2 separate regions of the Mus musculus genome follow, and region 2 is linked to region 1. The links are chromatin contacts, called in public Hi-C maps. All regions are on one chromosome and are shown on one strand. The core of a region is the stretch at or near the end of the contact, and the rest is flanking DNA. Distances in the headings are between cores, read along the strand shown.

Region 1 (4,171 bases), core at 1,147-3,646:
GGTAGCCTGGTTCCTGGCTTGTTGACACCCAGTAGTTTCAGGTTAGGCACTCTTGGCTGAAACTTCAGCTCTGAAGGCTATTTAAGATATTGGGACTGGCACAAAGGCTCAGAAGGTAAAGCTCTGTGTCACCAAGCCTGACAACCCGAGTTCCACCCAGGACCCACGTGATGGAGGCAAAGAACCAACTCCTGAAAGTGGTCCTTTGACTTCTACATGGGCACAATGGCAAATGTCACCCCTCCTACACAAATAAACTCAGAGGAGGGGAAGAGAGAGAGAGAGGAAGGAGAGAGAGAGAGGGAGAGAGAGAGAGAGAGAGAGAGACTCTTCTAACATAGACAAGTTTCTTGGACTTCTGGTCTACCCAACTATGGCTAGAAATCATCTCTATCCATGTATTTCCAGCTGTACTCACTTGCCCTTGCTAACACATTCTTACTGCTTAGCAACAGAAGCAGTCCTCTGTGTTATTGGCCTTCTTACTCAAACCTAAGATAGCTCCATGATTTCCACTGGGGCACAAAGTCACTGTCTTCATAGCCCTAGAATTAATAAGCCACAGCCTTATTTATGCTGAAGGGATAATGACCATTTGACCTGTTTTGGGTCTGCTTACCTGGGCTGAGCCTGTGGTCCTGACATTCCTAAGAAATGTGTCCAAAGTGCCAAAGAGCAGCCAACATGAATCACCCGCTACATTCTAGGTTCTCTGTTCTGCTACACAGCCTGACATGAAATCTACATCTCTGCATTTCATTATGTTCCTGTCCTCTCAGATCTCAACCCTTTTAAAACTTGATCCAAGTGCAACATCTCGTATTTCTCCTTTAATTTCCTTGTTCTAAATAGTAGCAATTTGTGTGGGGCGTGGTGGCTCATACCTTCAATACCAGCACTTGGGAGGTCAGCACATAAGCATGAAAACTGTCACGAGTTTGAAGCCAGGCTGTGTTACATAATAAGTTCCAACAAACGTGAGACATCTGCAAGGCTGTTATCAGCTTATCGGCAATTCCTTCAAGTATGATCTCTTTCTATGCTTAAGGAAGTGCGTGTGCGTGTGCGTGTGCATGTGTGTGTGTGTGTGATTGTTGTTTTGGGTTTTTGAAACAAGGTTTCTTTTTTGTGTATCCCCGGTGTCCTAGTACTTGTTCTGTAGACCAGGCTGACCCGGAACTCAAAAAATCTGCGTGCCTCTGCCTCCTGAGTGCTGGACTTAAAGGCACAGGCCACCATTGCCTACTTAAGGCAGTTTTGTTTGTTTACATTTTGTTTCTGAGACCATTATAGCCAACATTAAAAGGTGCTGGTTAAAGAGCTTTGTGCTAGCTCATCCCTCTGTCAGCTGAGCTGCAACTCCAGACCTCCTTTGTGATTAAATCAGTGATGGCTGATATGAAGGAGCCTGTGGGACCCTGGCAATTTTAGGGTCCCCAGCAACAACTCAGAGGCTTACAAGGGCAGGACCTTTGTCCTGAAGCATGATTAGTTCAAGGTTCAGAGAAGGGAATTGTTGGGTACAGTCCACAGGGTGCTCTGGAGGACTTCCTGTCCGCTGCTTCAGAGGAGATTCAGAGCCCAGGGCCTGATCTCTGACAGTACCATCAGGCTGCCACAAGCCGTCTGGCCTGGCTTGGGTGGGTGTTTTCCTGAGACAGAGGCTAGGCCAGACACTTCAAATACCCTCTCAGCATCTCTGTCCCTCAGATGTGAATTACCAACTCTCTTGGCAGAGGGGGAAACTGAGGCTTCCTGGGGTAGAGAAGCTAAGCCTTGAAGATGGACTCTGGGCTTTTTTTTTTTTTTTTTTTTTTTTTTTGGTTTTTGGTTTTTGGTTTTGGGAAACAGGGTTTCTCTGTGTAGCCTGGCTGTCCTGGAACTCACTCTGTAGACCAGGCTAGCCTCAAACTCAGAAATTCGCCTGCCTCTGCCTCCCAAATGCTGGGATTAAAGGCATGTGCCACCATGCCCGGCTAGAATCCAGGCATAATTAACAAAGTCACCACAGGCTGGACACCGTGGTCTGCTCTGAGCTCCCTTAGGTGGCCTGAAGGAGAAACCTCCCAGGGCTGGATGCCTTTCTGGTTGTGAAGATGGGCCTTCAAAGCTTATGTGAAGTTTTTTAGCCAGGAGGATTCCAGGAAGGCTGACAGAGGAGAGTAAGCCATTGGACACCGGCCTGTGTGCTTCACACCCTCTGGACTTGAAGCAAAGTTCTGGCTCCTGTCTGGGCCCAGGGCGGGTTGTTTAGGAGCTGGGTCTGGCTGCAGATCAGAAAACAGGGCCCACCCTGCCCTAGAAGCTGGGCCTGCGGGTGAGTCCAAGCTAAACCACCACACAAGGGTCCATTGTGGTCTCTCCACCCGGCCCTGGGTTCTGCCAGCCCTTCCGGCTCCCGGAAAATGTTTTCCTTCTGGCAACTCCAGGGCAGCCTGCCCTTAGCCAAGATGCTGACTGGCCACACCTCTTGCCTTTCTCAATCAGCAGAGATTCTGGGGACTGGTAGCCCAGAGTGCTGGGGCTAGTCTGCGTGTCACACACAGGGTCCCTAAAGCTTGGGGAAATGAGCACACCAGGGCTAGATTCAGAATCAGAACCTTGTACTTCGTAGCCATGTTTTCCAACAAGGAGGGAGGTAAGAGGGTTTGTACCAGATAGGGGAGTAGCGTCTCCTCAGAAAGACTTAGGTGGCATTCTGAAAGAAATAACGATATTCATGCCATTTTCTGGGAAAGTTAGGTCCCCCAGGAAACAGCTGGGATAGCCTGCGGGTTACCCACTTCTTCTGGCATCCAGCCTTGAAATGCTGAAATGTAAAACCAGGCGCCGAGTTCTGGTAGGATGGTTCAGTGGATAACGCTACTTGCTGCAAAGCCAACCAACCTGAGTTTGCTCCTCAGGACCCGAAGGATGGAAGAAGAACCAACTCCTGAAAGTTGTCATTTGGCGGGTGGAGTGGGGTTGGGGAAGTGGGAGGTGGAGAGAGAGAGAGAGAGAGAGAGAGAGAGAATGAGAATAAACCAGGCATGGATGCGTTGCGTGGGATGATGTTTCATGGGGTGATGTTGCGAGGACAAGCAGGATTGGAATTTGAGGTTTCATCGCTGGCTGCCGGGACCAGAGGCTCCGGGTTCTGGGTTTCCTCGACTCTTTCACGGGCAGACAGCGCCACCTGGGGTCCAATCCATGGGACTTGAATCCCTCTGGAGATCCCACTCAGAACTCTCTGGGGATAGAAGGAATGAGCTGGGCACTGGGGATAAAAATGCTAAGATGGGTCACCAGCAGCTCTACTGGAGTCACCCACGGAAGTTCGGCCAGGGTTCCCGCTCTTGCCGCGTCTGCTCTAACCGCCACGGTCTGATCCGCAAATACGGGCTGAACTTGTGCCGCCAGTGCTTCCGGCAGTACGCGAATGACTAAGGACTAAGTTGGACTAAGCGACCTTGAATGGATTGTTCGACTGATTACCAAGCAGAACCAATCATGCTAGTCTTTGTGCACAAAGAATAAAAATGTGAAGAACTTAAAAAAAAAAAAAAAAGCTATTCCATGCAGGCAGGCCGGAGGCGCAATAGTAGAGGCCGCAGGCACAATAGTAGAGGACCACTCTACTGGATGAGAATCAGGGATGCTTTGATGGGGACCTGCAGGGTAGAGGTCACGGATTTGGAGTTAAACCTTTGTCTTGCAAGAGTGAATGGTACTCAGTTCAGGAACAGGCTGTGAAACCCATGGAGAGCTTGGTGCGTTGGCAAATGCTGGTAACAGCATTAGGCAAGTAGAGGAAGGAGGATAAGGAGGCCAAGTTTGTAACAAGCTATGTTGGAAGTTCGAGGTCAGCCTGAGCCGCGTGAGACTCCGTTGGTGACTCCGTGTGTGAGAACACTGGACAAGCATGAAGACCTAGGTTCAGATTCCATCACTAAGTTTTTTTGGTTTTGTTTTTAACATAGGTCTCTGTTGCTATGATGAAATACCACGACTTGGGAAGGAAAGGGTTTCTTTTTTTTTACAGCTTACAGCACTTCATTGGAAGGAAGTTGGGGCAGGAACTAAAGCAGAAACCACAAAGAAATGTTGTTTCCTGGCTTGCTCGGCAGGGGCTTGCTCGCTGCTTTCTTATACCACCAATGCCCGTTTGCCCAGGAATGGCCCTGCCCCATTG
Region 2 (4,171 bases), core at 588-3,087, 350 kb before region 1:
CTGATGAAGCTGTAGAACCTGCCAGGGACTCCTCTTCAGCAAGGAAGACACAAATGAGAAAAGGGTACCTGCCAGGACGGGTTGTCCCAAGCCTATCTGTCCTTGGTAGGCCACTCTCTGGCCACCCTGGGTCTCCCAAGGGTGAAGTGAGAGAACACACGAAGCCTTGGCACAGCAGGTATTCCATATCCTCACTGGCAAGGCAAAGGGCTAGTTGGGGGTTTCACAGGGAGTCCAAACTCACATTGAGCTGACTTCTCTGCCCTGAGTAAACTGACATGGGTGGCCAACTATGAAGTCTGTGGGGCCCTAGGCAAGCCCCTGAGCTCTGTTGGTGTTTGCAGTATCTTTCCTGCAGTGTCCAGGGAGCATCAGAGCCTTCGTTCGAGTCCTGCAGCCCACAGTGCAGTGAGTCAAGGAGGGGTAGGACTAGAACAGGTTGCAGGCAGATGCGGTGACCAGCACTGGGCACCAGCACAAGGCCCACAGCCATCAGGCCCATGGGGTTCCTCCTACGCACCCCCCCAAACCCCGGAGGAGGAAGGCTGTGCCCACCCAGACTGTGTTGCCATGACGCTCACTGGTCTCCATGGTTCCAGGCACACAGCCCTCCCCTCATCAAGAGGAGGGCTGAAGGTGACAGGAGCTGAGGAGATGTGGGTTCCTGGCACCCCCTCCTAGTCTATCTCTCTGCCTGGATCCTTGGGGTTCCTCGACTTGAACCTCCGGGAGACAAAGCAGAGAAGAATGACAGTTTCCACTTCAGAGTCAAAAGAGTGACAAAGAGGGGACTTATGCATAGAAGACAGTCAAGATTGCAGGGGAGTGGCAGAGGGGGGAGGGAGGGCGGAATGGCAAGAGGGAGGGCACACTCAAGTCACCAGGCAGAGTGCCTCCCAGCTGATAAGGAGTGGGAGGTACAGTCCTCAGGCCCAGCTCTTTGGTCTGTGGGTGGGGGTGGGCGGACAGAACAGAGGAGGAGGAGGTGGGGGAGGGGCAGCAGCAGGAGGGAGAACAATTTTCCTAGAGAGCTCTTTGTGTGTGGATGTCCCTCCTCCACGTGCTCTGTGTGTGTGTGTGTGTGTGTGTGTGTGTGATGCACTTGAGTTATGGCAGTGCAAGCTGAGGTGTGCAGGCACGTGTGTGCAGAGCATGAGTGTGTGCCTGTGGCCTGTGTCACTGTGTCTCCAGGGTGATAAATACAGCAGTAGGAGCTGTAACCAGGGCAGAGGAAGTGTGGAAATTTCCACAGGCTGAAAGTAGCATAGAGGAGGGCACATGCCAGGGCCAGTGAGCTCTTCAAGGAGCCATCCCCCTGGTTGGTTAGCTGGGTACAAATCCTCCCCATGTTTTCATAGAACATGGACACTGGGAACAAGAATCCAAAGGCATTCCCTGACAGGAGAGGCAGGGAGATTCTGACCAGCTCTGTGTGGGTGTGGGTGCGCACGTGCATGCATGTGTGTCAGTGAGACAGAAACAGTCACACAGTCTGAGAGTAGGATCTGGGTCATTCAGGTCACTAAGTACTTAAGTAGTAGAAAAGATGCTGTTTTCTGGTAGGGACAAGATCCTAAAGGGCCCATTAGACAGGGATGTAGTCGTGTCTCCTAGGTAGCCAGTAGAGCTAAGACCTGACAGCTAGGGTGTGGAGGGGAGGCCTTAGGGTGTCTGGTGCTGAGGGTGTGAGGCCCTGGGGTTGCATGGGTGTTAAGATCCAGCTACAACAGGTCCTTACTTCAGGCCATCTACATTTGTCTGTCTCTCTTCAGCATCCCCTACCCTCCAGGCTTCAGGACATGAGCCCTTCATGAATCCCTCTGAGCAGCATCCTCTCTCCTCAAGGGTTTCCTCCTCCCCCACACCACTTACTCATCTGCCCCACGTGTGCGGCAAAAGCTCTGCACACAGCAGGTATTCAACAAGTGCTTGGTGAGTGAGGGCTGAACACAGGAAGTAGTCACTAAGTGCTGGCTGAACCTCTCAAGCTCTTCTCCTGTATGTCACAAAGATGTCACTGCGGATATATCTAGGAAGACTAGCAAGGGGCACGGCTGGCACTTCACACTTACCTGCGCCTGCTCATTCAGTGTTCCCAGGAGGCTATCGGGATGCAGCTTAGCTCCAAAGGACAGAGAGCACACAGACGATCAGAGATCTAAGTAACTGTCAAAGCCACGTGGACTATAAAGGATATCTGCCTACCCATCTATGCTTTCCAAAACAGAACTGTGGGCAGGCAGCAATAAGAGCCAGGGGGTAGGAAAGAGGTTCCATGCCCCCTCCAGCCCCAGGGTTAGTACGGAGGTAGCAGGGTCCAGCTTTACCCCCACCTGTCTCACTACAGCCTGTGTACCCAGAGCTCCCTGGAGCCAAGGGTTCCTGGGTCCTCACTGCTGGATATCATGCAGAGTGGGAGGGTTGAAATGAAGGAGCCAGAAGAGAGAAAGGCAGATACCCCAGCCCTCTTCTGCCCCATATCCTACCCTGCCCACTTTTCCCCAACACTCCACCAGCAATGCTCGGTGCCCAGGCTGTGCCCTACTACAGCCTTTTCTCTCAGAGTTCCCTCCCTATTCTCCTCCCCAACATCCAATCCCACCCCCAACCACACTCCTCCAGGAAGTCCTTCCTCCTTCAGGCTCCCACCCCTAACTCTGGGCTCCTCCCATCCCAAGCAACCTAAAGTACCAAGTGCATCCCTCCCTTCTGGCACTGGCTCCAGTATTAGGAATCCTTGAGACAACAGAACCTTCTGCTCTGCCCCCCCCCCCCAACACTGTAGTCACAGGTATTTTTCACGAAGGTTGAGTCTCAATCCTGCAGGGATGTGACCTCACGCCAAGGGAAAGCACTCTACAGTGTCACATAGTGCTGGCTACGGGGAGCGCTCACAAAAGGGGAGAACAGGCTAAGAGCAGGAGGAAAGCTGAGGAGACTCTAATGTCAGGCAGGGAAAGCTGAGAGCAGAGGCTCAGGCTTAGGTTTGCATTCTGTAGGCATTGGGCGAAGGGCTCCTCTCATGTCCTAGAGCCCAGGAGATCAAAGCAAAGCACCTCTACTGTGCTGTCTTACAACACATCACTAGTTGCTGGCCAGAGGCAGGGCTGAGTGGTCCAGCTGGCAGAAGAACAAAGCCAGATCCAGGAATATCACTGGGAGGGGAAGGAGAGGAGGGAGGGAGGAAGTGTTGCAGGTGTAGGGAGGGTTAGGAGGTGTTACACAGACCCTGCTCAAAATTTGCAACTATGAGTGGTCCATGACTGCCCCCTAGTGGCCAAATGCAGCTCCCCTCTGGCTAATCCCTAAACCAGAGTAATGACAGTGCCAGACCAGCAGAGGGCACCTCTAGTTGTACCCTCTTCCTTGGTCTCTGGGGTTGGTGGACAGTAGATCAAGTTCAGGGAGGAAGCAGCTCTTGGGCACATAAGCCCTCTAGCCATGTCCTGCCTGGAGGACATGATAATTTGGCTTGGAGCAGCTCCCTGAAGATAGGACAAAGGGATGGGGACCGTAGCTTGTGCAACAGGTTAGTAGAGCTCAAGGATCGTGTGCTGTCTCCTGGCAAACACCCAGGACACATGTCCAGGTGTACATCCAGGTCCCCACTGGGGCCACCTACTTGGTAAGCCAGGACTGAGGTGCCAGGCCTATGGCTAGGACCTGTGGCATCAAGAACTGACAGGAAGGCACAGCCGGGGTTCAGAGCTTTATAGGTGATGGGGGGGTCACAGATGGCACAGGTACCCCAGTCTTATCCAGCTCTGCTCTGCCCCTTTCGAGGCTAAGGACAGGACACCAGCAAGTCTGCTCACTAAGCCTTTGAGATAGGGTGGCAATGAGACTCCAGAGAAGGCAGAAGCTTAGCACTTTCCCAGAAGTCTCCAGTCTGTCTTTGAGTAGCTGGTGACCTCTGTAGGTCAGCACTTCCCTCTGAAGGCGATGCCCTGTGATGTGAGAGGCAGACTCCACTCTGGAAGCACACGCATAGTGCCCAGGGTAAAGCCCCCTTCACAGTCCTCCAAAGCTTGTGGTATGCACTGTGGCCTCGTGTCTCCAGCACGAGGCTCTGAGTAGCTGTGCCGGGGTCACTAACACAGATCTAGGCCCCAGCTCAGATGGTTGCAGGGACCGGGACTCAGACTAGCTGGGGTCTGCCTTGTCCTGAATC

Evidence for each region. Hi-C and Micro-C count contacts between places; a contact is called where the count stands out from the background.
Region 2: a contact with region 1 is called in a Hi-C map of cerebral cortex, with 12 times the contacts expected there. The contact joins two enhancer-like sites. A contact is called at or near these places in 15 of 39 promoter capture datasets (3T3-L1-derived adipocytes, the C10 cell line, cranial neural crest and 9 more), 4 of 15 datasets of contacts at CTCF or cohesin (embryonic stem cells, hippocampal excitatory neurons, large pre-B cells and 1 more), 41 of 484 Hi-C or Micro-C datasets (CD4 T cells, ECoMG-derived neutrophils, the G1E-ER4 cell line and 20 more), 10 of 115 datasets of contacts at active chromatin or transcription factors (acute myeloid leukemia, embryonic basal ganglia, embryonic stem cells and 5 more) and 3 of 9 other capture datasets (embryonic stem cells, liver and pancreatic islet).

What each region holds. Positions count from the first base shown.
Region 1 is chr7:101,060,581-101,064,751 of GRCm38.p6, reverse strand. It overlaps the pseudogene Gm5735. Among named protein-coding and RNA genes, the nearest start is that of Fchsd2, 46 kb to the left of the region's middle. Within about 2 kb of position 2,396, at least 81 of the 459 cell types and tissues checked have an H3K27ac peak or open chromatin away from gene starts, as enhancers often do. A contact at or near this core is called in the G1E-ER4 cell line, cerebral cortex and cortical neurons, where this site is marked.
Region 2 is chr7:101,412,112-101,416,282 of GRCm38.p6, reverse strand. Arap1 (ArfGAP with RhoGAP domain, ankyrin repeat and PH domain 1) reads right to left here. Exons shown (of 34, transcript NM_001040111.1): 34 at 3,697-4,171. Among named protein-coding and RNA genes, the nearest start is that of Pde2a, 37 kb to the left of the region's middle. Within about 2 kb of position 1,837, at least 56 of the 459 cell types and tissues checked have an H3K27ac peak or open chromatin away from gene starts, as enhancers often do. A contact at or near this core is called in the G1E-ER4 cell line, cerebral cortex and cortical neurons, where this site is marked.